Linked DNA regions of Mus musculus: region 2 is linked to region 1. The links are chromatin contacts, called in public Hi-C maps. All regions are on one chromosome and are shown on one strand. Each heading gives the region's core, a stretch centred on a gene start, on an enhancer-like site or on the middle of the called end of the contact. The rest is flanking DNA. Distances are from core to core; before and after follow the strand shown. Region 1 has its middle 7.7 kb from the start of Gm22491. Region 2 overlaps Med12l (mediator complex subunit 12-like).

What was found. Hi-C and Micro-C count contacts between places; a contact is called where the count stands out from the background.
Region 2: a contact with region 1 is called in a Hi-C map of the HPC-7 cell line, with 3 times the contacts expected there. The contact joins two enhancer-like sites. A contact is called at or near these places in 9 of 39 promoter capture datasets (the C10 cell line, the HPC-7 cell line, HPC-7-derived erythroid cells and 6 more), 3 of 15 datasets of contacts at CTCF or cohesin (the NIH/3T3 cell line, large pre-B cells and pro-B cells), 66 of 484 Hi-C or Micro-C datasets (the AML12 cell line, B cells, the C2C12 cell line and 46 more), 4 of 115 datasets of contacts at active chromatin or transcription factors (bone marrow-derived macrophages, double positive thymocytes and embryonic stem cells) and 3 of 9 other capture datasets (embryonic stem cells, embryonic tail and pancreatic islet).

The regions. Positions count from the first base shown.
Region 1 is chr3:58,982,011-58,984,710 of GRCm38.p6, forward strand. No RefSeq gene overlaps it. Among named protein-coding and RNA genes, the nearest start is that of Gm22491, 7.7 kb to the left of the region's middle. Within about 2 kb of position 1,346, at least 23 of the 459 cell types and tissues checked have an H3K27ac peak or open chromatin away from gene starts, as enhancers often do. A contact at or near this core is called in B cells, the HPC-7 cell line, LSK cells and 2 more, where this site is marked.
Region 2 is chr3:59,079,466-59,082,165 of GRCm38.p6, forward strand. All of the region lies in intron 10 of Med12l (mediator complex subunit 12-like), which reads left to right. Among named protein-coding and RNA genes, the nearest start is that of Gpr171, 21 kb to the right of the region's middle. Within about 2 kb of position 1,271, at least 83 of the 459 cell types and tissues checked have an H3K27ac peak or open chromatin away from gene starts, as enhancers often do. A contact at or near this core is called in B cells, the HPC-7 cell line, LSK cells and 2 more, where this site is marked.

The DNA of each region.
Region 1 (2,700 bases), core at 96-2,595:
TGGAGAGTTGCTTTGAAATGGAATAATGGAAACAAGCCAAGCTGGGTCTCTGCACTGGGCTCTGCCCAGGTCCTCAGCAGGAGACAAACTTGAGGCATTGAGAATTATATACAGTTCAGATGGTCTTTGGGTTTGTAAGCCAATACATTTCTGATAAACTAAATTGTAATTTCAAATGTATTTTGGAAACTTAAGTAAGAAGAACTCAGATGCTTTTCAGCTAATAGTGTGGGATCCTGGAAACCACCCAGTAATTTATTTTTTATAAGTATGTTTCTAAAATAAGTTTTCTTTACAGCTAGACATGGTAGGCCTTGGGCTCTATTAAAACAGCAATGGGAGGCTGGAGAGGCAGCTCAGAGTTTGTAACTCTTGCAGAGGACCCAGGTTCGGTTCCCAGCACTTACAATTATTTATTACTCCGGGTCCAGGAGATGTGACTCTATCTTCTGACTTGAGCAAGCAGCATGCATGCTCACAATATACATACATACACACAGGGGAAAAAAAACCCCAAAAGGCAAAAACAAAATAACAAAAAGACACTTATACACATAAAATAAAAATAAATAAATCTAAAAATTATTTTTAAATTCCAGGGGGCTTTTGATTTTAAAGTGTACAGTCACTATTCTACATAGCGCTATACATAGCCATCTGAATCGCTGTGGATAAGAGATGCAAACATTCACACAAAAAACGTTCAGTATATAAAAAGATATTTAATTTTACCAATACATTTAATTTAAAATTACACAGAGGCAAAAGCACAATTTTCATATTGACAAAAAAAGAAAAAAGAAAAGAAAGGAGTTTGGAAACACGCTGTGTTCAAGGATTCAGCATGATAACTCTTACAGAATAGGTTTGTTCAGTGGACTCGCAAATTACTCCAGGAGCCTTTCCACTTTTGATCTGCCCTCCAGAGCTTCTCTGAGGTAATGGATATTAAGCTTTGTCAGTAGAGGGCGCGAGAGAGACATTGCAGAAGGAAAAGAGACAATTTCTGGCAGGCTGGGTTTGGCTTTCTTTTACTTAGCTGTTCTTTCAAAGCCTGTGTTGCCTGTGCAGAAGAACGTGATGGAATCGGGCAGGTAGTGTCAGAGTGGCCAGTCTCAAACTGGGTCTAGTGGCCAGCAAGAGTGCCACGCAGTGCTTCACGCCAGTCTGTGGCTATTTGTGAGGCTTTGTATGCCCAAAAGGCGTTTCCTGCTTGCCCCTCACCCCCCAACTGTGGACAAGATTAGTGGAGGTCCCTCCCTCAATTTCTCCTCCATCCAGTAGTCCACCCTTGTTTCTAAGAGGCTTCTCTCCTGACAGACAGTGGAAGTTCCCTAGCTGGCTCTGCGGCCTTGGTATCCGTTTTCTGCACTGTAACATCCTTTATATCCTGCTTTGAAGAATTATGGTCAGCTGCCTAAGTCTAACTCACCACCTGTTTTGGAAATAAAATTGTTTGGGAACACAGCCAGGCCCATTTGTTTATGTACCGTCTATAGAGCTTTCCGTGTGACAGAGAGAGTATGGTCAATCTATTTGCAGTCTGTCCTATTGTAGAAAATGTTAGCCAATCATTATAGTTCTTTTCTTCTTTATGTTACTCTATCAGGGTTTTATAATTTTTAGCATTAAACTTCCTCTATTTTAATTGCTGTGTGGTTTCTGTCTCTACACGGTGCTTCCTCTAGTGGAACAAAAATACCCACGCTCAAGGTTATTTATTACAGCATTATTTGTCGTTGTAAAAATACTCACGAGCACTCTAAGTCCTCTACCATGGAGACTGATTAGTAAACTACAGTATCCACACAGCAGAGAGCTCACAAGCAGGGAGATCTCTGTGAACCGACACGGAATTACTTCCAGGCTGATGTGGAGCAACAAAAGGAAAACAAACAAAACTGAGAAATACGTGTATACGGTATGCCATGTTAATAAGACAAGGTTTGCTTCTAAATGAAACCTAGAGCTAATAAACCTGAAACCACCAGCAGATACTTACAGGATAAGAGCGGAAAGGGCTAGGAGGGAAATGACACACCAAGCCTATCTTTTACTCCAGCGTAGAGCAGTTGGAAGAAGCATCCAACACAAAACCTGTTTGGCCGTGAAGTGTTAAATAGCTTGCGTGGCTAACTAGGAGTTTCAGCTCGCTGATGGTGTAAGTGGCGTGAGAGCGTATTGTTCCACATGTTGACACTTCAGGATAAAGATTCAAGTTCCATGTACGGTTCTATCAAGTTGAAAAATGATGCTGCACGTGTGTGAGATCTGAAGCTTGGTCCTCAACATCCACATAAACATATAGACAAGCTGGGCATGTGGCATGCAGCTGCCCAGCATCTCAGAGCTGATTACGCAGGGTGATTCCAGCTGAACTGATGAACACAGGTTCACTACGGTACTCTGGTGTGGTAGATTGCTGTCTGTTTTTCTGACCCCCTCAAAAGGGGTGCCTGTGCTCAGGGGAGGTCAGGTGCAATCTTAGATAAGTCTAAGATTAGTCAGATAAGTCTAGAGCCTGTGGTTGGGCAGTGGAAAAAGAAGGCAGAGCAGAATGTTTTAGAGACAGGGCACACACACACACACACACACACACACACACACCATCCTCAGATGAACCATTCAAAGTCAGGGTACTCCAGGTGTGTCTGTGAATGAGTGTGTGTGTGAGAACTATAAATACTGCTTCCTACTGGT
Region 2 (2,700 bases), core at 21-2,520, 97 kb after region 1:
CACTAGAGGGCAGTATGGGCTTTAGACCAAGTCCTGGATGATGTAGCAGTTTGGATGGGGATGCAAGAGAGGTTTAATGGTGATTTGAATATTGATTGCATTCTGGGAAGAGATGTGAGTGGCTTTGTGGTTAATGTGGTGCCTTTGAGTAAAACAAAGACAGTATTGTTAACTTTTAGTTCACGCTTCCTAACTTTTAATCTGGGAGGATATCTGTATGGACGGCCCCTTCTGTAACATTAAATATTTAAACATTAATGTTTAAATACTTAAAATGTTAAGTTTATAGCATTAACATCTTTAAAACGTGGCTTTAGTTTTTAATATGCATTTATATTAAGGCATGTATTTATGTATAAGTTTGCAAGTGACAGTTTTACTTGTCCATTTACAATTTTAAATAATGATAACAGACGGTTTTACTTGTCCACTGAACCAAAGAATCAACCTCCCCTCCCCTCCCCTTCCCTCCCCTCCCCTCTCCTCCCCTCCCCTTCCCCTCTCCTCCCCTCTTTTTCTGTTCCCTTTCTTTTTCCCTTCTTATTTGGAGATAAGGTCCTCTGTGGCTCAGGGAGACTTCTGAACTCCAAATCTTCCTGCCTTGCCTGCTTAGTGCTGAGATTGCTGGCGTGTGCCACCGTGCCTGGCTCAGGAGCCACTGTTTTCCTGAGCACTGAGTTACTTGTTATTCCTGGAATTCACATGTAAATATTGGATGGTAGCTGTGTGGCTTAGAGCAAGTTACTCACAGTTGTGTGCTCAGAGTTTTCGCATAGTTATACAACACTTGAGCATGAATATCCATTGAGATTATAAAACATAATAAGTATGTTCCAAAAATTGCTACTGTGGCCAGTAATAAAATAGCTTATATTTTATTGGAAGAACCAACATTATGTACCTGTTCTCTAGTAAGATGGAGATATATTGAGTGGTTGGTTAAGACTCAGATATGTATCTCCCATCTTTAAAATGTACCTCCTTTTTTTCTTGGGTCCTATAATTTGTCCAGGATTGATGTTGCATGCGTGGTGGGAGATAAAGTTAGCAACCTCTCTCTAGTCATGGTGGTTTGATGTTTGCTTTTACAAGGGGTGTTCTTTCTCATACCAGCTGGGGGGACCTCAGCCCCTCCTGTCTCTGTAGTCCTTGCAGACTGCTTTGTAATGGCTAAGAGGGAAATCTGATCCTTCACATCCTTGTAGGAGGTGGAGAGTCCTGATTTGCGTACAGCCTCAGCTTCAATAGTCAGCTAAAGTCCGTTAGAAATTGTAGAGTACAGGTGAGAACATTTGACACCAGGCTCTGCCTGTGGTGAGAGGAGCTGACCCTGCCCGTGCTGGGGGCACGCTTTCACTAATAGCTCATGGAATGTGAGCTGCTTTTACTCTTTCCCTGCTGGGGCGGTGTCAACTTGAGTGCTGCTGTAAAGAAGGTAGGGAATGCACCTTGTGTTTTAGTATTTTTTCCACTCTGTGTCTTATAAAAGGAAGAAATTCTCGCATTCAATTCAGAGCTCAGAGGCTGTCTGACAGTGGCCTCTGGGCCCAGCAGTCACCTGAGGGGAGTGAACCACGGAGCCCTCAGCTTCCCGGTACTGACTAGGCAGTTACTGGTGACCTCATCTCCAGGCCGCCAGGTGGGGAGGGCCCCACAGCTTTGCAGAGCTCTTGGACCACTTCCTTCCTCTTGGCCTCTCTGCTTTTGATCCTGCCTGGTGTGAGAGCAGAGGCTGCACTGCACGTTTGGGCGCTTCAGGAACGTGGAGAAGAGGGAAGACCCAAGGGTGGCAGGCAGGAAAAGCTGCTTTTCAATTCTCTTTCTGGGGCCCCTGTGAACAGACTTCTTTCCAAGTAATGAAACAGCCAGGCCAGATGCCCCAGCCAGAGCAGAGTGCTTCAGGACAGCACAGCATGGGTCGTTTTCTCAGTCTCTGCTCCTAGTATCACCATGAAACTCCAACCGCAAAACCTACATAGTGCTTGTTTATGATGGTTTCATACCAGTTTGTGCTCAAAGTTTAGAGTTCTTAGGTAACAGAAGTCTCAAGTTCAGCATGTCCTGTACTTACCTGAGTCCACCCGGTTTAGGCATTGTGCTTGATTACTGTCACCAGAAATAGGAGGGCTTTGTTTCTTTCTTGGCTGTGCTTGGGCACAGTTACCTTTCTCAGACGCCTGCTCTGTGATGTCAGGGGCTGTGCCTTATGCCTTCCATCACATCCTTAGTCCCTGGCCTCATGCCTGCCACATCATTCCAAGGATGTGGGTGTGTTTTCTTACTTTGGGCTTCTGAGCTCACTGAAAGGCTGCTGGTATGGTGACAGGGAGGAGGATATACCACTAGGATTTGTCTTGAAGGAGAGGGGTTCACGGATTCATGAAAGGTGTATTACAGTTGGTGTACAGTCAGACAAGAGAGGAAGGTATTTGCAAGTGGAGGCAGGGGCATGGCTGACAGGAAGCCCCTCAGCTGTGAAATCAGCAGGCTTTGAGGTACCTGTGGATAATTTGCTTACATTTATAAAAGGGCATGTCATTGCTAGATGACATAAGATGTTGTGAACCCATTATTAGTGCAGCATTAAGTATTCATAGTGCCTCTCATGTAACTAGGCACTTAATAGCAATAGCTACTTAATGTAAGGAAAACAAGTCCATATAAGTATAAGCCAAGGAGGTACCATCAAGTATGTCAGTC